Linked DNA regions of Mus musculus: regions 1, 3, 4, 5 and 6 are each linked to region 2. A link is a contact called in public HiChIP or PLAC-seq and promoter capture Hi-C data. All regions are on one chromosome and are shown on one strand. Each heading gives the region's core, a stretch centred on a gene start, on an enhancer-like site or on the middle of the called end of the contact. The rest is flanking DNA. Distances are from core to core; before and after follow the strand shown.

Region 1 (3,386 bases), core at 497-2,996, 260 kb after region 2:
GCGCCACCACCGCCCGGTGTGTGCAGATCTCTTGCTTGACCCAAACAGCACCAAGGCTAAGTCTGTTCAGAATTGCCCAAGGGAGGTTGTGGTGGTTTGAATAGGTTTAGCCTCATAGACTCATGTTTGAAAGTCTGGCTATAGGGAGTGACACTACCAGGAGATGTGGCCTTGTTGGAAGAAGTATGTCACTTTGTGGGAGGTCTGCTCTGCTCAGGCTACACACAGGGTGGAATCTAGTCTACTCGTGGCTGCCAGCCGATCAAGATGTCGAATTCTTAGCTACTCTAGCACCATGCCTGTCTGCACACCGCCATGGTCTTGCCATGATGATAATGAACCTCTGAACCTGTAAGCCAGGTCCAATTAAATGTTGTCCTTTGTAGTGTTGCCTTGGTCATGGTGTCTCTTCACAGCAATGAAACCCTAAGACAGGCCCAGCTGTGCCTCCTTGAAGGAGAAGAGCTCCCAGCATTTCAAGTGGCCCTGTGAGGGTTTTGTGACAATTCCAAGAGACGTGGAAAGTTCTGAGTATAGAGTGCCCGCAGGGTTCCAGGCCCAGAGCAGGAAAGAATGTAGAGATGACTCATCCACAGGCACTCCTCCACCCTCACTCAGAGAGAGAGGGACTCTCGGGAGAGCTCACTGACACCAGCAACAGAGCATCACAGACTGGGGCCTCCTGAGCCGAGAGCAGCAGAGGATGCCTGCCATACCTAGAACACATATGGAGCCTGCCCTACCAGCCAGAGAAGACCATCCTAGGCAGAAGGGCCAAAGAACAAAAGTGACTAAACCCTAGACCACAAAGAAACACCTACAGAACCTCAGGAGCCCTAACAGACTCAGGGTCCAACAGTGGCTTAGCAACCAAGTGCAGCGACACCCTGACTGCATGAGCTGAGCAGAGCGGCTCTGTTCAACTAATTCAGGGAGACTTCTTTTTTTCCCCTCATTTTTAATAGTTTGTTTTTGTTTTGTTTTGTTTTAAGACAGGGTTTCTGGAACTCACTTTATAAACCAGGCTGTCCTCAAACTCAGAGACCTCCTACCTCCACCTCCTGAATGCTGGGCATAAACCACACTGCCCAGCAACCTCAGGACTACGTCAATGTCACACAAACTGTTTAGAACCAAATGCTATTTTAAATCCGTTTTTGAACATCCTGTCCCTATCCTGGGATGGCTCCCCAGGGACCTACTCTAGTGGCTGACTCTGGCACGAACAGGAAGTGACTTCTCAGTCCGAGAACGATCCATCCTCATCACACCCATCAGATACAGGACGCCCCTCACCCAAAGCATGGGGATGCCGAGTAACAGACTGAGATGCTGCATCAGATACCACTTGTTGATGACCTCCAACTGCCTAGGACGGACAGCCCAAGGGATCTGCCAAGTCGAGGGCTGGCAAGGCACCAGATGCCCGCTAAGGCCGAATCCCACAAAGCAGTGCAGCAGGGGCATGATGTCCTGCTCCAGCCCAGGCAAGACTTTTCTAGACTATCTGAGGAGGAATCACAACTCCACATGTAGGCTGCTTTCAGCCACACCACCCAAACCTCACCCCATGCCTGTCCCCTCAGTGGGACTGATCCAAGCAGTGTCCACTTACACTTCCAGGCTGGCTGCTATAAGCTGAGGTGCTGTTGGAACTGAGATCACGGCAGCTCCACTCGTTCACCATAGCCAGGCTCTCTGCCAAGAGAAAAAAAAGAGAAACTGGCACTGAGGGGCCGCCAGCTGGCCCACAGGACAGGTGGAGAGGACCGGTTGATGTTGTAACCACTTCCCTTGTTCTGGGTGGCAGGCCAGCCCACACAGAGCCATGAAATTAAAATAAAAAATTCTTTTTTGCTGGGTGGTGATGGCGGCGGTGCACGCCTTTAATCCCAGCACTTGGGAGACAGAGGCAGGTGGATTTCTGAGTTCGAGGCCAGCCTGGTCTACAGAGTGAGTTCCAGGACAGCCAGGGCTACACAGAGAAACCTTGTCTCGGAAAAAAAAAAAAAAAATTCTTTTTAGGGGCTGGAGAGGTGGCTCAATGGTTGGTACATCTGTTTTAAGGTGTGTATTCTGTGTGGATGTGTGCATGTGAGTACAGGTGCTCCGGGGGTCCCTGAGTGTGCATTTGATTCCCTAGCGGTTGTGGGTGCTGGGAATTCAGCTCTCGACTCTGCAAGAGCAATGCATGCTCTTAACTACTGAACCATCTCTCTAGCCCCAAATAGTGCTATTTGGGTTCAATCATTTTTAACATGAACAACAACATGTCAAGTGTGATCAGAAACAGCTGCCACTCCAACTGGAACAGAAAATGAAGTCTGAGCTTGCAACTGCTTTATAACCACCAGAACTCAGACTCCTGAGCTGGGGGAGCAGCTTTAGAGAATCAATTATGAGCCTATGTGACAATAAATGACCGTAGGGTCTGAGGCCAGCTGGCCAAGCCCAACTAAGGATCTTGGCACCTCTAGCTACAGGGACAGAAAGTGACTCTACAAAGCCACTGACACTCAGTCCCAGCAGGACAGCAGCAAAGCAGGTGAGCACGAGAATGACAACAGATCCGTATCCCCAGGAGGCAGGTGGGACCTAGGAGGCCGGGGACAGGGGTCCTTTCAAGCATCACAGGTCTAGTCTGTCCCAGGTGCAAAGGGCAAGGCAGGTCCAGCCATGAGGCATGAGCCCTCCCCTCTCCCTGCCCCCACCCCAGCCATCTCAACGGGCATTATATACAGGATTCCCAGACATGCCTAGTCCCAGGTCACTGTGAGACTGTGGAGCTGCTGAGTGAGCTCCTTGGCCACATGGTGGCTGAGGTGCCCCCTCCCCCACACCCCCCTGAAGATCGTCTACTTACTCTCAGTGTGTGCAAAGGCACAGAAAGGGCCCCGAGGGCAGTAGCCAGTTTGGCGCATATCGTTGCATTTTGTAGATTTGTAGATCTAGGAAATCAGACAAAACATGGTGGCTTAGTGATCTGTTTTCTATGAAGCGCAGCTGGCCGCTTAGAACACCGAAGCAAACAGAGTGAGTGAGCACTTCCCAGCTGCAGAACAAATCTGCAGTGTCTCCAAAAGCTCATGAAGGCCTGGCTCTTAGACCAGAAGATGCTGGACCGGTGACAAGGCAGGGCCTAGTGCAAGGCCCCTGTAACTATGAGATATGCTTGTGATCATGACTGGGAACCTCCAAATCTTTGAGCTACACAACCCTTTCCTTTCTAGTGATAGACAGATGGCCACCATACCATTTGCCCCTAGATGCCCTTGGTCCTAAAAACCCTCCGCTCTGCAAAATGTATTGGTCAGAGCCAAGTCTGTCTGTCAGACCGCCAGGCAAAGACTACTTGACACTCTGGAAAGGTGTCTGTCTGGTAGACA
Region 2 (3,759 bases), core at 236-2,735:
CACCCAGGCTGAGTGGCCCCATAATCACACAAGACTCCCCAAAGCAAGCTGCGCTGGGGTTTGAGGGAAAGGTACCCGATGAAGGGAGGGGGACGTGGCAGGGTTTGTTTTCGGTTCAGTTTGGGTTTTGGTGTTTGTTTAAGAGTCTCATATGTAGTCCAGGCTGGCCTGGAGCTCGTGTTCCTTCCTCAGTTTCCCTGACACTGGGATTATAGTGTATACTAGGAGAACATTGAAGCTCAGGCTCTGGGGTTCTGGGGCTCTGGGGAGAGAGAGCAGATGCCATGGGCATCCACAAGCCCTCCATACATGCAACACTGGCTGGCCCGGCTTTCTACCCTGAACACCAATAGCACTGCAAGGGGCATGCATGGTGGTACGGGGGAGCCTTTGGCTTAGCCAAAAACAAAACAACCTCAGCCAGAAGAATGTGGCGCACGCCTTTAATCCCAGCACTTGGGAGGCAGAGGCAGGTAAATCTCCTAGTTTGAGGCCAGCTTTGGTCTACAGAGTGAGTTCCAGGACAGACAGAGATACACTGAGAAATCCTGTCTTGGAAAACAGACAAACAAAAAAGCCCAAAGCCCACCACCACCGACAACAAAAATCCCCTCAGAGTCAGACTGAACGTCTTTGAAATCTTATGGGCTGGAAGGAATCCCACAAGAGAGAAAGTTACTTGGATGTGGTAGAAATTCCGCTATCTGAAGGATCAGGAGTCCTGCATAGGCACAGTGCTGTGTGAACCCTAAGGCCCTGTGTTATCTCTATGAGAGCCAGAGCCTGCCTCCCACGCTGAGCCCGAGCCACTGGTTGCACCTTCAGTAGCTCCACCTCCACATAGTCCCGGACAAGGTCTGGGTGCTGGCGGCGTTCTCTGCACTGCAGGTTGTCAGTAGCAATGGAGTAAGGCACGGAGGTGGCATCCAAGGCGCGCTGTAGCCGCAGCTTCTGGGCCATCATCAGGTCCGTCTCGGAAGACAGCTCGTCTATCTCTCGCTGCAGCTCTGACTTCCAGCAATGCATGTCCTCCAGGCGCTCTCCCACCTTTCTTGTGGAGTCAAGTTGTGTGCGCTGGGCCAGTGCCCCAGTCTCGGCTACCAGCTGCCCGCTCTCATGCCGCTGCCGCTCAGAGTAGTCCCGGTCTGCGAAGGCCTGGTGGTAGCGGGCATAAGAGTTCTGAAACCACTCGTCCCTCAGGTATTTGGCTGTGCGGAAGCCAGCGGTGGCCAGACCCGAGGACGTGTAGGCGCCAGTATTGCAGGCCACTTCATATTCTTTGCGCGGAAGCTCACAGACATCTATTGACTGTGGGGCCGGCTCCTTGGTCAGGAGCACGCCCGTTTGGGCCATGGTACCCACTGCCTGGCTAAGCAGGAAGGGAGGCGGAATGAAGAGAGGGTCACTGGGCAATTGTCCAGGCACGATCAATGGAGCAGTACTGGTCACTCTGTCCCAAGCAAGGTTCCTGGTTGCCTAAGGAACATTGTATACACCAACTGCCTCCTGTTGCTGAGCAACAGGGTCACTCAAGGGGGAGGAGCAGAACTGCCCTCTTAAAGGGCCAAGCAGTGTCTGGGAACATAGCTGGGTAAAAGGTAAAAATGTTTGCCTCGCAAGAACATGAGTTTGTTTCCCAGGACACAGGTGGGGGCAGGGGGGGATGGGTGTGGTGGCATATGCTTGCAATCCCTGCACTGGGACGGCAGAAACGGTTAATCTGTGGTGTTCACAGGCCAACCAGCCCAACTGTATTTGACGAGTGAAAGACCTTGTTGAAAATAAGGTTGGCCAGGCATAGTGGCAAATACTTCTAATGCCAGCACTCAGGAGGCAGAGACAAGTGGAGCTCTCTGATTTCAAGGATAGCACGGTCTACGTAGTGAGTTCCAGCTTGGTCTGGGCTATATAGCAGGACCCCCATCTCAAACAAAACCCCCAATAACAACAAAAACAGACAAAACCCCAAAATGGATGGTGCTTGAGAAATGTCCCCTAAGGTTTCCAATGCACACAAATACTCATATGCCCATGTGCGTGCGCATGCACAAGCTCTCTCTCTCTCTCTCTTTCACACACACACACACACAGACACACACACACACACACAGGCAATCCCCAACTCTCAACTCTTCACCACACTGTGATCCGAGCCACAGAGGCTCAGGACTTGTTCCCTGGGACCCTTGGGCTCCAGGGCTGGGGTAGTGAAGGGCCTTGGGGTCCAGGGCTGGGGTAGTGAAGGGCCTTGGGGTCCAGGGCTGGGGTATGAAGGGTCTTGAGGTCCAGGGCTGGGGTAGTGAAGGCTCCAAGGTCCCTGACACCCCTGCCCTCCTCCCTGGCTCCTTGGCTCCTTTTCTGAGATGTTCTTCCATGATCTGGTCCTGAGTGTGGGCTTTGCCCTGCTGGAGGAGGACGGAGGAGGTTCTGCCTACTTAACGACCCCTTTGGGTGATCTGTGGGAGGTGGGGGCCATGGAAATGTGAGCAGGTTCCTCAGCCTGAGAAGTGCCTCTCATCCTCAACATTACCCTAAGCCACCCTAGGACTCCACAACTTGGCCCATTGCGCATGTGGTCTGAACCCCGCATGCAGGCCCAGAGGACCAAACATCCACCCTACCTCAGCCTCCAGGACTCACTTTGGGACCTGAACCCATGAGAGTATCCACAGCCACCCTGACCCCATCTATTCCCAGGGCCACTGTGTAAGGGCCAGCCCCTCTTCTTCTTCCTGTATCCCATAGCTGGACTTAGATCAGAGCCTCCTGGGGATTTGGGTCAGTGTTCTGAAGGGGGTTCACCCACTGAATGTATCTGGAGTCACGTATCCTGATCTGCTCAAAAAGGGGAGGCACTTTCTGTCTGGGCAGTTGTTCCCAGGACACTAGTTAGATAGGAAATCCTGCCATCCAACCTGGGCATTAAGAAACCCTAGTCGATAGCCAGTGTGACCAAGAGAGGGCGACATTGACTGCAGAATGTGCCAGCCACCTATTCCTAGTTCCTGACCATTCTGTGGTCTTCCTCCCTCCCCTCCCACCTGGTCTTCCCCAGAGGCTCCTCACATACTAGGTCCTCTCTGAAAGAAATCCACACCCTTAGCCAGCACAGGGTCTACTGCCACAGCCCCTCAGCCTCTCCTCTCCCCACTGTCCTATCCCGTTTCCCGCCTCGAGAACCTCAGGCTCTCTCTGCTCAGTGCACAGGCTTGGTTTCACCCACACACCTCTGTCCAGGCTGTGCATTCCTCCCCGCCCCCCCCCCGCCCCGACCCTGTGCTGACTCCCTAGCAGTTAGCCCCTCACTCACTTCACACTCCATGTCAATCCTCTGGCAGGAGCCCCTGGCATTCCCACCAGTAGATGCTTTATACATGTGTAATTTGTGGGCAGAAGCCTTGAGAATTCATAACCAGATGGAGCAAGAGCTGCCACTGTTCCTCAAGAGCTAGAAGCCAAGAACCTTTGGGGGCCAGTGTGGGCCTCCCTCTGTCTCCTCTGTGCCTCAGTTTTCCCACATGGTAGTAGGTACAGAGCTACCCAGAGCACACCACAGTTTCTCCTTAGATTCATTCCTGACATGTGGAGCCAGGGACTGCAAAGGAAGAGAACTAGCCTGGGCCCAGTGACTCTACCTGATCTTCACCTGCAGTATTCAAGTACTGGGCACTGCAGGTAGCTGATGCTCCCATGGAACCCCCAGGCTAATGAGGAAGGCCAGGTCTCAATGTAGGTTCCCCTATGTCAAGATAGACTCCA
Region 3 (3,591 bases), core at 67-2,566, 390 kb after region 2:
GCTGGACAGAGACAGAGTCCTTGCCTTTTGGAATGTAAACTTAAGGAGTGCCAGGAGCCTGACTATATATGGGAACGTGTGATTGAAGGCAGCCACACTAGGAAGTAGGGGGTGGCCCAGCATGTCAGTTCATGAAGACAGGAAAGGTCGGTTCCGGCCTGTCCCGGCCAGTGCACTAGTCAGCACCAGGCTGTCCCAATCCTGCCCGGTGCGGTGCGGTGCAGTACGTGTGTTTGAGATGGTTCAGCCCACAGCTCCTGCGTTCTTGTGTTCATTTATGCAGCTCTGGAACCCTGGTGGGAGGCTCTGGAGGCGGGACACAGTCTCAGACCTGGTGGCTTTTATTTACCAGAGCTGAAGCGCTATGAGGAAGGAGAGCAAATGTACAGTCGCTCTGTCCAGCCTCAGGGGAGCGAGCACTTTGCTAGTAAGCAAACTTGGCTGCTCAGAAGTCACATCAGCTATCCAGCCTGCTTGGTGGCACAACCCCTTACAGAATCCCACCTTTTCTTGCCAGCCCAAGAACAACCCCTTGCAGAGGTTCCTCAAGGTTCCCCTTCCTTGTAAGGTCTGAGTACACTTGCTCCCTTGAGGTGAATGGATCTCTGTCAGCAGATGGTGGCCTGCCTCAGGTGCCTCTACACCTTACTCTGTCCTGCCATTAGTTCCACATGTTGTGGTGACCCCCAACCATAAAATTAGTTTGTTGCTATTTCACAACTGTAATTTTGCTATTGTTATGAATTCTAATGCAAATATCTGTGTTTTCTGATGGTCTCAGGTGACCCGTGTAAAAGGGTCATTTGACCCCCAAAGAGGTCATGACCTACAGACTGAGAACCACTGCTTTAGACATTGGGGATTCACAGCACCTATCATGCCTTAGGCAATGGATGGATGGATGGATGGATGGATGGATGGACACCTAGTCCCTGAGGATTCTGCCTGCCCGTGCTGTCTGCAGCATCCCCTGGTCCGGGACCTAGCACAGCTGGCTAGGTTTGACGGCAACAGGTAAGAAGATGAGTGTCCTGGCTGGCATCCCTGACTATTCCTATGGGACAGGAAGATGGGGAGGGGCAGCCAGTGGTGGGCTGGAGCAGGCCTCTGAAGTCTCCCCAGGCCTTTCCCATCAGGAAGCACATCCTGTTAGTGTCTGGCTCTGTGGCAGGGCTGCTATTTGTTGCAGTTGGCTACGCCCTCCTGCTCACCAAAAACAGCCTCAAAAACAACCATTTCCTCTCTGCTGAGAGACAGGGAAACGGGAGCTCACACACATACGCGCATACACATGCTTCCTTGTGGCAGGCGTTCTGCTTTTCAGGACCTGCCATTTGTGGCAGAGATACCAAGACGGGATACATAGCAGAGAGGTGGCCAAACCCACACTGCGTCCACAACCCTGTTCCTCCATCAGACTGGCTCCCACAGCCCGTTCTGAGGCGCGTAACCTGGCTGATTCCCACGCTGTGCCTGCCTCCCGAGTTGCTGTCCATTTTCCACTGCTGTAGGCAAGAGGCACTGTGGACACAGCCTCCCTGGCCTCTGTTCCAAAGAAGACGACCCACTTACAACTCTGGATTCTCGCTGGTGCAGCCAGTGCCCCAGATTTCTCCCTGGAATGGGTCTTGGGGAGACCAGCTTCAGCACAGGCTTGTCCCTGCTCCAGGCTCAAGAGGCAGGCTAAGACAGGGCTGTGAGTAGCTCTCTTGGACCCGTCCCATGGGCGACATCCTCCTGTGCCGGGCTGGAGCTGCCGCATAGCTTCCCAAGGATGAGTGCTGATGTCCTCTAGCCACCCCTAGCAGCATCTTGGCTTTCTCTGGATGCACAGCGGCTGACTGGGACTTGGAACTCTCCGAGATAGACAGTCCTGGAAGTCAGAGATGACTCTCCAGAAGCTTGTGGCCACCGCTGTGCTGGTGGCCCTGGTCTCCCTCATCCTCAACAACGCAGCAGCCTTCACCCCCAATTGGGTGTACCAGACGCTGGAGGACGGACGCAAGCGGAGTGTGGGGCTGTGGAAGTCTTGCTGGCTGGTGGACAGGGGTAAGGGAGTCACAAGCCCTGGGACTCGAACTGGGCAGGTGGACACCCATGACTGTGAGGTTCTAGGATGGGGCTCGGAATCAGCAGGTTTCCAGGAGTCCCGAGGCACCGTCAAACGTAAGTCTTGTTATTTTTCTGTCACCTTCCAGTGGTTAGGTGAGGGGAGGTTGTGTCCGTCCATGCTGAGGGTGGCAGCAGGGAACCTGCACCTCCTGCCCACCCTGACAAGCAACGCTACAGAGCTCCACTGTTCAGCTTAGACTCTGTCTGTGGCTTCCTTCACAAGAAGTCACTCCCGTGGCTGGAGGCTCCTTCTCTGCCATTACATGTGGCTGAAGGATGAAAGATGGGTATCCTAATCAAAGCAAGTCATTTTTCCTTGGTTAGAAAGAAATATTACTTAATAAGGAAAACAAGAAGTGTGAGAACATGTGGCTGAGTTCTGTCTTAACGGCTGAGGTGGTCAGGGCCTTTCGGACAGTGCAGGAGACTCTGGCTGGGATGTCCGGGAGACCAGAGGAGGCACAGAGCAGCAAAGGGCAGAGTGTTACCTCCCTGACGCCCATGGTGGCCTTTTCCTTTCCCAGCTCTCTTGTTCTGGGGTCTATGCACTACCCTGGGAGTTGGAAACGTCTCTTTAAATAGCATGCACTGTTTGAGAGTACGAGAATAAAGGGCCTCATAAATATGAGGATGCAATCTAAAATCGACACATCTGCTGACATGTGAGTTCTTTCCTGGTAATGACCCCCTAAAGCAGACAAGAGGGTCTGTCTAACAAGTACCCAGTCTCCTACAAACTGCCTTGGAGGCTACAGGTCAGATGGCGGCTGTCGGGAGATGACGCTGGTCTTTAGAAAGCATGCGACGTAGGTGAACATCTGTTCAGTGTAAGGGGACTTCCTGGAAATCCTGAGCAATGTGCCCAGTGCAACCACCTCAGCCCTGGTCATGACTGACACAGGGCTTGCCGACAAGGCAGGGGAACACCACCCGCCTCTTGCGAGCAGAGGCACCCAAGCTTACCACGGGACAGCTCGGCCTCTTTCCTTGGGTCTTGACAGGCAGGGAGCCCTTTATTGAGAAGATCAAAGATGAATGCACTCTGAGGAGCTAGATGCCTTGTGGGAGGCCAAGGGTCTCAATGTGGGTCTCTGTCATGTGTCCATGGAGAGCTCTCCCTGTGCATCCTATGACCATTCTGCCTAAGCAGGAGAGCTAGTAACCTCAAGGCTTCCCTAAGCTTCTCATATGGGCTGTGGTTTGCCCAGTCCTAGAAGCCTCAGGTCTTCTGGGGTGGGGCCAGGTATAGGCAGGAGCTCCTACCTAGTGCCTCTCATTAGGCTCTGAGAATAGCCAATTCCAGACCCAGCCCACTCCAGGCCATAAAGATTCTGAGGAGGCCAACCATGCCTTGTGATATGTGCACACTCCTGCCTCCTTTCCCCGCTTTTTGTGCTCTATCAGGTCATCCCAGGAACATCTTGTGTAGACATCTGTTCTTCCCACTCTGCACCTCCAGAGGTCAGGCCAATAGAACGA
Region 4 (3,521 bases), core at 738-3,237, 340 kb after region 2:
AATCAATTGTATTATCTGCAGATTTAAAAGCTATAGTGGTAGCCGGGCGTGGTGGCGCACACCTTTAATCCCAGCACTTGGGAGGCAGAGGTAGGTGAATTTCTGAGTTCGAGGCCAGCCTGGTCTACAGAGTGAGTTCCAGGACAGCCTGAGCTTCCAGGACAGCCTGAGCTACACAGAGAAACCCTGTCTAAAAAAAAAAAAAAAAAAAAAAAAGCTATAGTGGTATTTAGGGGGAAAGATCAACTCTTTCTTTACTCTGTCTATTTGCAAAGAAAAGCAAAAATAAATAAAAACAAAACAACCCACATGTATTCAGCCCAAACTCAACTCTGTCAGTTTCCAAATTCTTCCCTCTCTTAAAAACCAGTTGCCAACATAAAGTTACTTTCTTTTTGGAGAGAGACACGTGTGTGTGTGTGTGTGTGTGTGTGTGTGTGTGTGTGTGTGTGTGGTGGAGGCCTCTCTAGTGGAGGCCAGGAGAGGAAAAGGTGGTCAGATCACCTGAAACTACAGTTATAAGTGGTTGAGCCACTGGACCTGGGTGCTAGGACCTGAACTTGAGTCTTCTCCAAGAGCAGCAATAGCCCCCTTCCCCAAAGGTTACTTTCTTTACAACAGGGATAACAAATCACACCACCCAGAAACACCCTAGGGAGGCAGACACAGCTCTACCACCTTACTTATTTCTGATCACTACTGCAGACCGGAGTCACAAGCACACGTCCTTCAAAAGGGCCTGAGCTGCTTCCCAGCAACAAGGAGCTGACTTTGACTTTCACTGTCCACTGCACCTTCAAGGGTCTAGCAAAGAAAGCCTAAATGTAAGTTTTGATGCGGTAGCCCTATCTTGTGCTCTTCTTAGCCTTTAAAACAGCAGGAGTGTTTGTTAAGACACCTCTAACATCAGGAGGAGGAAGGGTAAAGGACAGTTATAAAACAGACTAACATCAAGGAATTGATATAAGTAACTGACTCAAAATTAACACGATGCACACAGGCAAAAGAAGCAAAAGCACACAAGTAAACAAGCCTGTCCCGGTCTTAAACGCTAGGCATTTGAAGGCACAAACTGTTCGCAGTGCTGAGCACACTCTGGCCTCTGACTTGTTGCTTATCATGTCTGGCTGCACATTCCAAGTTCAACTAGGTAGTAAGAGAAAATGAGTGGGGATGCTTGACACTGCAATTGTGTCCCAAACGTCTGGAATTACTCCTGTGAGAAAGGAGACAGGCACTTTCACCGAAAGCACAATTCTGCCATTTAAATTGAAAACTACCAAGCGTGTAGTCCAGGCCTTCCAAGTTCTTGGGAAAATGAGACAGGATTATGAATTCATTGGTGGTCTCACTGTGAGACCTTATCTTGAAACGTCAAGGGCTATGGGTGCAGAGCTGAGGTCGTTATGATTGCCTTGTATGTGTAAACCCTGGCTTGACCCTCACCACGAAAAGTAAAATTAAAAAACAAAAGCAACGTTAAAGTCTTGGGATCTCTTGCTGAAAAGTCAGCGACAACGGTTCCTGGAGGAGAGGGTATCATTTTCTCTGATGGTGTAGCCACTGAGGAACGAGATGGGAAGAAGGGGTTCAAAGAGAAAGAAAGAAGAGGTTTATGAGTGCGAGGCTATCAAAAATAAAAGTCTTCCAGGATTCAAAAAAATAACAGAGGAGAGCACCGTGGCCTCCCTCTGGGCCCCGCCAGCACACTGAGGACCGGCGCAGCGATCCCGGCGGCTGCATCTCCGGCCCGCGGGCCTCACCTGGCGCGCGCCCGGCCCAGCTCCGTTCAGCAGCGGCGTCTCCTCGTCAGGCTGCCCTGTCCTTCGAAGCAGTGGCGCCCCCTCCTCATCATCGCGATCTCGGCCGGACCAAGACACTTTCTTAGAGACGTTGGCCATGGCCCACTGAGGACCAAACTCAACAAGAACAGCCGGCAGACCGGCAGCATTCCCGTGACCCGCGCCCAGGTCTCACGTGATCTATCATCGGTGCCCACGTGACTGACGACGGAGGCCGGCAAGATCCGGGAGCGCGGAGTCTCCTGGGAATTGTGGTTCACTGGTCGTTGCAGCCCAGGGTAGAAACCTAGAACTCAAAATCCCTAGCAATTAGTGTCTTCACTGAAGGCAGTGACCCAAACTCCAGAGAAGAACCAGCCCGAGATGCACGCCTAGTCCTCCAAGAGATGATATGGAAAAAAAAAAAATAAACTACCTGTAAAAGTTCTGGAATCGTCCCTCTCAACTAAGTTGGCTTCATGTGTTTCCTGTGCTCAAAGGGCAGCCAAACTGCTGCAATTCCGGGAAAGGGATTGAGACCCTGATGCCACACCACTTCCAGTAGGATCTGTATGACAAGTTCCACAAACTGAGGCTATTGACCTCAAAAGGGGTAGGCCTCCTGGAACCGGTGTGGAACTCTTCGCCGGAGAAAAAAATATTGAGTGGTAGTTCTTATGGCAATGTTTTGTTTTCTCTTATTCCTTTTCTTATTTACATGTTCCTGGTAGCCTAGGCCAAGATCTTAAGCAAGAATAATGGGTAAGAAACCAACCCTAGAGATGGGGGCCACTAACATGACCTTATCCCCCGGGAAAACAATGCCTTACTTTCTAAATCATTTACAAAACTATTACGATAGATAAAAACTTTCCCAACAATAAAATTTCATATGGCTGCACGTGTGTCATCGGAGGTGGATTTTGGTGTATGGTAAAGAAAGCCTTAATTAGAAAGAATTAAAATAGTTTGAATTTACATATTGAAGATTTGTTAAAAAAGAAAAAGAAAAAACCCAGATACTAGATGTTAAATAGTAATTGACCATGGGGCTAGAGAGTTAGTTCAGTGGTTAAGAGCACTGACCATTAAAGATTTATTAACCTGCTCCTAGAAATAAGCCACTAGACTTGGACAACAGCCCCCACTGAATACATCCTTTTAGAATTGTTATATTTTGATGATTTATATTAATAATGATGTTACCTGTACTGTTTGTGATTCACTGAATGCATAGTTTCAGAGTTGTAATGCTTGGATGATTTTTGTGCTTTACTGTGCCAAATGATTTTTGTTGGTATTTGTGATTGTTTCACTGGATATAGTTTCTAAGAGATGTAATGTTTGGTTTTTTAATGTATAAAATCCCCTGCTTGAGAGCTGCAAAATGCACTCAGATTCAAACTGCCTCTGTGTTTGTTTCTGTTTGTCACCACCGAATCCTTACCCACCTAGCTTTGAGGACCCTCATTCCAGAGACCCCCATAACCGACTTGGGTGGACCGTGGCACCCTGAAGTGCCAAATTAGGAAAGACTGGGGTTCCTCCGAGGAGGAGACTAGGACAGCACATGGGCGTGGCATTAACTAGCCGCAGGTTGCTTTAGGCAATAGTATTTTAGGAAGATTAAGTTTGCCTTAGTATCGGTGTTACATCAACAAAGTTGTTCTTAGATGTATCCTGAATTATGTAGGGGCAAGGATTGGGATTTGATACTACAACTTCAGGGACCCGAGAGTG
Region 5 (3,312 bases), core at 503-3,002, 290 kb after region 2:
AAACTCAGATCTGGTGGTGCTCGCCTTTGATCCCACCACTCAGGAGGCGGACGCAGCCTCTGCCTCTGAGTTCAAGGCCAGCCAGGGATACAGCCAGAATTCCAGGATGGCCAGGGCTACATAAAGAAACCTTGTCTTGAAAAATTAGAAAGGGGGAAGGAAAGAAAAAAAACGAGAAAGCAGAGGTGTAGTGAGTGTCCCCACTTATTCTGCTCACGAGTTCAAATGCCCACATCACTTCAGATAAGTTATCAGCCTGGCAGCACTGAGAACCCACTGCATGAAATGTAACATTTTTTTTTTTTTGCAAAAGCAATTCTATGTGAGCTGGAAACAGACCTCATTGGTAGGATAGCACAATAGACTCCTGAGTTCAATCACAACACTGTGAAAAAGACAGAAACAAACAAACAAAAAAAACCAACCCACTATATTATTGATGTTTTGTTTTGTTTGAGACAGGCCCTCCCTACGTAGCCCAAGCAGACCCCAAACTTAGGATCCTCCTGCCTCAGTTTCATAAGTGTTGAGATGACAAGCATACCCTACCACTTCTGTCAAGTTTTTAAGTTCTCATGTGGGAATGAAGAGCAGAAGAGAAAAAAAAAAAAAAAAAGATGGCAGCAGAAGCAGGAAGCAGGCTGATATCTAAGTCTACAGCAAGGCTGGTTTACATAGCCAGTTCTAGGCCTGCCAGAGCTAAATAGGGGGACTGTGTTTCAAAACAAAAAAACCAAAGCCTACTTGATGATGAAAGGGGAGGTGAGAAAATTGAGTTCATTAGACTTTACCAAATGTATTTTCCATTTGTTAGTTTTTAAAATAGCTTCAACTGATGTTGCACACATATAGGTAATTACACTTCAGCAGTTAGTCTGTCTCGGAAAGCGAATGAACTGCAGGTAACACCTCCACCAGATGAACGCTGGAAACATGATTAGGCTGTATGAACACATCATAACTCAAGAGCATAAGGTGCACCCAAAACCTTTTCTAGGAACCTCAAAAGTTCTATGGACGTAATCACTGGGCATTGGTGTTCGGCAAAGATCAGATTTCAAGCCTCCAACTTTGTGCTGTGTTCTTGTGTCTCAGCGCCAAGAGCGCCATCCAAGTCCTTTAAGCAACGAGGACATGCGCAGAACCAGTTCAGAAATCGTCAAATTCAACAACGAAAGGACGGCTGCCTAGTCCCTTCCTCAGCACGCACCCTGTTACGTTCTAGCCCCGTAGAGGGCCGGAGCTTCAAGCTCCTCCGGAGGACCTTCCGGCTCCTCCTCGTCCTCCTCTTCCAACACCTGCCTCAACCACAGGTCCATGCCGCTCTCCTCCCTCTGGTAGCACCATACAACCAGAGCCACGAGTGTGAGGGTGAGCGGCAGCACTTTCCACCAGGGCCGCTGCTGCGGCTTCCCCAGGGAATGCTCCACGGTCCAGCGGATCGGGGTGGCTTTGCTGCCGGAAAATTGGATCGGGAGGTTGGGGTCGTCGTCCTCCTCTTCCCTGTCTGCAGGCTGAGCTGGAGACCGGCCACGGGGCGGCGGATGCAAACTTCGCGAAGCCCAGCCCACGAGCCGCAGAGCCCGGACCGCTCTGGAAGAGAGACAGCAGTAAGCGTCCCGGAGCCACGGCCACCTCCCACCCTCACGCACCGGCACCTCACGGCTCTCACCCCGCAGCCCGTGAGCACAGGACACTGTTCATAGCGACCTCGACTCGCACGCTGAGGCGCACCGCGCTTTCGTCACTTCCGTCGCACAAAACCGGAAGCCGAACTTCACATCCAATTTCACGACTACAAAACGTGGGTCCAGCGGCGCAACGGAAATGATGCATTTCCTCTCGCTAGCTCTTCCGTCTCCGGCCTCGCCCTGATCACTATCTGGACGACTTACGGGTTTGTGTCGTTCTGGGTCCTTCCATTGAGACCTGATCCGGCGCGGCGGATTGAAAGTGAAGCAGACTCGGTTCTCCGAAGAGCTTGGCCCGAGGCTGTTTAGTGTGATGCCCAAGGACTTGAGAACCCGTGGCATCTGCTGGCTTCTTTCCAGGACCATCGTCCGGGAGGGACTTGGTCCCTGTTCTCCATGAGCGCATCTTCCAGTCTTAGCGCTCCATCCGAGCTCTCAGGCACGGAGGCGGGAAACCCTCGCGCCTTAAACGCCTCCCGGCCTGGCCGTCCCTTTGAAAAGGCTTGTAGAAACATCACCTCCACCTAGACTATCCCAGGTCCCCAGAATCCATTTGCCTTCAGGAAGAATGGAAATGGCTCTGTGTAGACCATAGGCTGACCAGATCTCGGACAGCCTACAGGGAGGCGATTCTGAAATTACACTCCCATAGCTAACGTGCACCTGGCCTTTTGATCTGGAAGCTGATTGAAGCTCTGCATCGTCAGAATCAGCCAGGCAACCTTGTAATCCCAATACTGTGGAGGCAGATAGAAGAGAATCACTGGTCCCAAGTACTACACAGCTTAACATCAACCCAATTTAAAATACAAAAAAAAAAAAAAAAAAAAGAGGATCAGCCCTAAAGGTGTCTGTCTTCTTAGTACCTGTGCTGTGTAGAAGCTAGAGTGAGTTATATTACACCTGGTCTTACCGCAGGGCTCAATAATGATTATCACTCCGATTTTATTCTTGATCTGTAAACCAGTGACATGAATAAAAACAAAAAAACACCTCTTCCTCTATCTCATGGGGCTGTGAGTTCCTTTCTGGGCAAGCAGAGTCCCCATGATTTATTTTGCTCAGGAGGGTGTCTGAGGGCACCACAGCATGCATGACAAGGGAGAAGTTAGGCAGGAAAAGGACCCTTCAGCCTTTGGCTGTTAGTGATGTAGATATTCCTGCTAGAGTGAGGGCCAGTCTTACACAGCACTCCAAGAAGGTAGAGGGTGCCCTCACTAGGCAGCATAGAGGGGAGACACACAACTCACAGTGCAGCAACCTGGCTCCTGAAGACATGAAGTTCAGCTACAAAAACCCAGCCCAACTGTCCTGTCTTCACTTGAAACTCCTCTGCTGGGGGACTGGACTTGAACTTCTCCCCATGCAGGGAAATAGGGGTCTGATATCAATTGGATCCAGAAGCTTGGGGGGGAAATTTACACCTGTTGCAACTGCAGGATTTGGGAGCAGCCTGCAAACTCACTTGCCTTGTTCCCTGCAGGTGGTTTTGCCCGCTCTTTGCTCAAGGTCTCCCACCTGGGGAAGCACACTCTGTCATCCTGAAGGTGACCATAGCTTTTGGATGTTTACTGCTTTGTGGGAAAGAAAGGGTCCTGGGAAATGCCCTTACTCTGAGCTG
Region 6 (3,412 bases), core at 536-3,035, 360 kb after region 2:
GGGGCTAAGCACTGTTAACATTTATTATTGTAAGCACTCTGGTATTCATTTCCAGAAAAATAAGCAAAAATATTGGGTGCTGAGGTGACACGAGCTCTTAACTAGCAACTGCTAGGTTTTCCATTCTGGATGGCTTTAGCAAAAGAATTGCCAGTCAACAACTCCTGGCCTGCCCTAATGCCAGCTCTGACTATCCAGGAAACTCTGAGGGCCTTGAGAAAACTACAAGGTTGCAAATTGCTTCAGGTCTGGAAGATACAGCCCCAAGGCTTTTTGCAACCATTTCGACCAGGTTGAGAAGAACACGTCCTCTGGTGGCCTAGCTGAGGAACTACAGAGGCTGGTGCAAAGACTGTTAGCAGAGGAAGTGCCCCTTTTCAGGATTTGAAGGCAGCCGCTTTGACTCCCTCTGGGAGAGACTTTCCTCATCTCCTCCCTTTTGTTGCAGCTTTAGGTACAGTAAAAGGCTCCTCTCCAGGGTTTGCTTGCCTACTCTCAGTAATGTGGGCTAAGCTGTTATCATGAAAAAAAAAGAGGTGGCAGAGACAGCTGAGCAATTGGCAGGCCAAGCTACAAAAGGGACAGGACAGTCAGTTTTGTCATAGCTGAGGAAGCAGTAGCCAAGGCATCAGGGGAGTGCAGAAACTGAGACTGAATGAGGATAATTGACTAAACCAGAGAAGAGATGGCATAGCCTTGGATGCCAGATGAGTTCCAGAGAGCCAAGAGGTCTCAACCCTAGGCCAAGAATTTTAACACTGGCTGTCATTAAGAGCGAAGGTCTACACAAAAATTGTAAAGCTGTAGGGCTGAAGAGTCCCTACAATCACCAAATCTGCTTAGTGGAAGCTGCACCAGCCACAGGAAAGAGCCAAGGATTCCTGACCTACGTAAGAGCTAGAATACTTTTAGGGCTAAGGGTCCCAATGCCTCCAGTCCCCTAATACTAGGGGAGTCATCTGCCATCTCTCACTGAGGCCAAACATGGAGAAAAAAAAAAAAAAAAGAAAGCTACCATTTGAAGACCTTCTCTTTGACTAACCCCAGTTTTTATTTGTGTAGAGATCCTGGCTGGCTGATCGGTAACACTTCCATGGATGCTGGGAACTGAACTTGGGACCTTGGCAAGAGCCACACGTAATTTAACCTCTAAGATAATCGCTCTGGCCCCTGGTATGCTCTGCTAACTGCTAAGCCTTGAGTGGGCTCATTTCCTGCTCAGGAAGGGTAATTTTGCTTGATGATGTTGAATGAATACAGCTTGCTCAGATTTCCACCCACACCCAGTTCCGCTGAAATGTTGCTCCCTCAATGTATCTTCCAGATCAGGATGGTCAAGAAAAGTTCTGCCATGATGGAATGTTTCACACTGCTAAGTTCAGACGACAGTCAGGATCCCTGGGTGTTTACTCAGCTAGTGGTGTTTCATTTAGGGCAGTTTAGACGCAGTTTGCGTGTTCGCAGTAAACGTGCACCCTTGTGTACCACCAAATACATCAGCGCATCCGCATTACAACTTGGCCATATCCGCTGTTCCTGGCTTCCTTATTCTGTTTCCCTCAGGGCGCCTAGAGAGTTGATTAGTGCTCTAGAGTGGAAAGTCATCCGACCCAAGGCAGCATAGTGGGGTAATGTGCTGGGGAAAGTCTCTCCAGAATTAAGGAAAACAGAGACAGCAGTCACCAGGGGACCAATAGAGCGGACACGCCTACCGGAGTCCTGCCCTCAGGCCTTGCCCACCGTAGGCTCTTAGGCCACGCCTCTTCCTCCTCTTGCGCAGGCGCAGATGCTGCGGTCATCAGCGCGTTGGCGCGCCGCTGATTCGTCCCTAGCCACGCGTTTGTATCAGCCCCAGAAATTCTAAATATCCGTGCAGGTTTCACGTGAGCTCTGCGACTCGAATTCACAGCTGCCCTCAGCTGACACTGAATCTGGCGCGTGGTCCTGGTGCCGTGGCGAATCAGCGGCGCGCAAGAGGGAGCATGTGGCCTCGGCTCTGAAGCATGCTGGCCAGAGGAACCCTGTAGGAGTGGTTGGTCCAGTCGGGGCTGCAGTGTCCTGCCTTGCAGCATGGCCAGTTCCCATACGAGCCGAAGGCCTCGTGTTTAGGGGGCTGGGTGCTAACCTGGAGCTGCAGACGGAGGAGGAGTTTTAGTTATTGCACCCTGGCAAGCCACTCACTCATCCAACTATCAGTGGGTTTGACAGAGGAGACAGCCACAGTGCACCGGTGCAGTCCGGGACTGAAGCTCTGTCAGATCATCGGGCAGGCGGGAAACCCGGAAGAAGGACGGGAGAGCGTGAGTGAGATTGTGAGTGAAGCGCCTGGAAGCGCAGAAGTAAGTGCGTGTGTGTAGGGGGGTGGGGCCTGAGATTTGGAACCGGCCCAACTGTTTCCTCCCTTAACATCGTGGGTGCCATGGGAAGAATTCTTGACACTCTAACATGCTTTTCTCGGACCCTCAGCCCTGTTCTGCAGGATGGACCCAGCCCTGTCTGCTGTCCGGCTCACCGTCCAGGAAGCCATTCACATCCTTTCATCCTCAGAGGATGCTGGCCATATCCTTTCTACCCTGGGGACTCTGAAACGATACCTCGGTGGAACCGAGGATCCAGTTCTTCCTGAGGAGAAGGAGGAGTTTGCCACTGTCCACTTCTCAGCCGTCCTTAGATGTCTGGTCAGCAAGCTGAGCCCAGGTTGGCTGGAGCTGTCCCCCGGTGGCCAGCTGGAGCGGCTTTGGGAGAGCTTCTTCCTGGATGGCCCTCCAGACCAAGCCTTCCTGGTGCTGATGGAAGCCATTGAGAGCACTGCTGGGTGAGCAGTTAGTGAGCAACAGGGCGCCCAAGTTCTGAGAAGGTTCCCAACACCTTAAAACTGTAAGGGGAAGGACCCTGCATCTTAGCCTGGCCTCACTCCTTCTTGTTGAAGGCTGGGAGGAAGAATAGGGTTCCTTGCAGATCAGCACTCAGAGAGTCTCCACTGTCCCTAGCTGATGCCCTAAAGGTCACTTGTTGTCTTCTACTGGGCCCATTCTTTATTCTGTGGCACTTTCAGGATCATCAGGACATTTCAGGGTTTTTTTGTTTGTTTGTTTGTTTGTTTTTGTTTTTCGAGACAGGTTTCTCTGTGTAGCCCTGGCTGTCCTGGAACTCACTCTGTAGACCAGGCTGGTCTCGAACTCAGAAATCCACCTGGCTCTGCCTCCCAAGTGCTGGGATTAAAGGCGTGTGCCACCACCGCCCGGCTAACATGTCAGGTTTTAAATGTTTATCTACCACATTGCTGCTATGGATCCCTGTGTACCCAGGTCCCACATCCGGTTGAATGGCAGTCCTTGGAAGGATCTGTGGCTGTGAGAAGCTGGGGTTTTATAAACTGCTGGGGTGTGGGGGTGGAGAGATGGTTCAGTGC

Evidence for each region. Promoter capture Hi-C pulls out the DNA fragments that hold promoters and counts their contacts. HiChIP or PLAC-seq counts read pairs in DNA pulled down with a chosen protein or histone mark.
Region 1: a contact with region 2 is called in a promoter capture Hi-C map of hippocampal neurons, with 3 times the contacts expected there. The contact joins the enhancer-like site here to the promoter of Tekt4 in region 2. A contact is called at or near these places in 5 of 39 promoter capture datasets (embryonic stem cells, hippocampal neurons, liver and 1 more), 2 of 484 Hi-C or Micro-C datasets (cortical neurons and myocytes) and 2 of 9 other capture datasets (embryonic stem cells and pancreatic islet).
Region 3: a promoter capture Hi-C map of the HPC-7 cell line shows a contact between it and region 2. The contact joins the promoter of Tmem204 here to the promoter of Tekt4 in region 2. A contact is called at or near these places in 5 of 39 promoter capture datasets (the C10 cell line, the HPC-7 cell line, embryonic stem cells and 1 more) and 1 of 9 other capture datasets (embryonic stem cells).
Region 4: a contact with region 2 is called in an H3K4me3 HiChIP or PLAC-seq map of embryonic stem cells, with 4 times the contacts expected there. The contact joins the promoter of Clcn7 here to the promoter of Tekt4 in region 2. A contact is called at or near these places in 1 of 39 promoter capture datasets (embryonic stem cells), 1 of 15 datasets of contacts at CTCF or cohesin (the NIH/3T3 cell line), 2 of 484 Hi-C or Micro-C datasets (both in embryonic stem cells), 6 of 115 datasets of contacts at active chromatin or transcription factors (the 230-238 cell line, embryonic limb bud, embryonic stem cells and 2 more) and 3 of 9 other capture datasets (adipose tissue, embryonic stem cells and macrophages).
Region 5: an H3K4me3 HiChIP or PLAC-seq map of bone marrow-derived macrophages shows a contact between it and region 2, with 2.8 times the contacts expected there. The contact joins the promoter of BC003965 here to the promoter of Tekt4 in region 2. A contact is called at or near these places in 3 of 484 Hi-C or Micro-C datasets (the Ba/F3 cell line, the G1E-ER4 cell line and the N1E-115 cell line), 2 of 115 datasets of contacts at active chromatin or transcription factors (bone marrow-derived macrophages and embryonic stem cells) and 2 of 9 other capture datasets (adipose tissue and pancreatic islet).
Region 6: a promoter capture Hi-C map of neural stem cells shows a contact between it and region 2. The contact joins the promoter of Telo2 here to the promoter of Tekt4 in region 2. A contact is called at or near these places in 7 of 39 promoter capture datasets (the HPC-7 cell line, embryonic stem cells, hippocampal neurons and 3 more), 1 of 15 datasets of contacts at CTCF or cohesin (the NIH/3T3 cell line), 10 of 484 Hi-C or Micro-C datasets (the HL-1 cell line, the N1E-115 cell line, embryonic stem cells and 2 more), 4 of 115 datasets of contacts at active chromatin or transcription factors (embryonic forebrain, embryonic stem cells and large pre-B cells) and 3 of 9 other capture datasets (embryonic stem cells, macrophages and pancreatic islet).

The regions. Positions count from the first base shown.
Region 1 is chr17:25,209,116-25,212,501 of GRCm38.p6, reverse strand. Unkl (unkempt family like zinc finger) reads right to left here. Exons shown (of 15, transcript NM_001197024.1): 7 at 2,864-2,948; 8 at 1,616-1,698. Among named protein-coding and RNA genes, the nearest start is that of Gm52286, 21 kb to the right of the region's middle. Within about 2 kb of position 1,746, at least 84 of the 459 cell types and tissues checked have an H3K27ac peak or open chromatin away from gene starts, as enhancers often do. A contact at or near this core is called in hippocampal neurons and myocytes, where this site is marked.
Region 2 is chr17:25,469,316-25,473,074 of GRCm38.p6, reverse strand. Tekt4 (tektin 4) reads right to left here and starts at 1,485. Exons shown (of 6, transcript NM_027951.1): 1 at 820-1,485. The coding sequence starts at 1,353.
Region 3 is chr17:25,078,839-25,082,429 of GRCm38.p6, reverse strand. Tmem204 (transmembrane protein 204) reads left to right here and starts at 1,316. Exons shown (of 3, transcript NM_001001183.1): 1 at 1,316-2,166. The coding sequence starts at 1,887. The region is part of intron 18 of Ift140 (intraflagellar transport 140); the gene reads right to left.
Region 4 is chr17:25,131,857-25,135,377 of GRCm38.p6, reverse strand. Clcn7 (chloride channel, voltage-sensitive 7) reads right to left here and starts at 1,987. Exons shown (of 25, transcript NM_011930.4): 1 at 1,764-1,987. The coding sequence starts at 1,901.
Region 5 is chr17:25,183,001-25,186,312 of GRCm38.p6, reverse strand. BC003965 (cDNA sequence BC003965) reads right to left here and starts at 1,752. Exons shown (of 2, transcript NM_183150.2): 1 at 1,673-1,752; 2 at 1-1,593. The coding sequence starts at 1,704. The coding sequence ends at 1,215.
Region 6 is chr17:25,114,340-25,117,751 of GRCm38.p6, reverse strand. Telo2 (telomere maintenance 2) reads left to right here and starts at 1,785. Exons shown (of 21, transcript NM_001163661.1): 1 at 1,785-2,339; 2 at 2,467-2,815. The coding sequence starts at 2,481.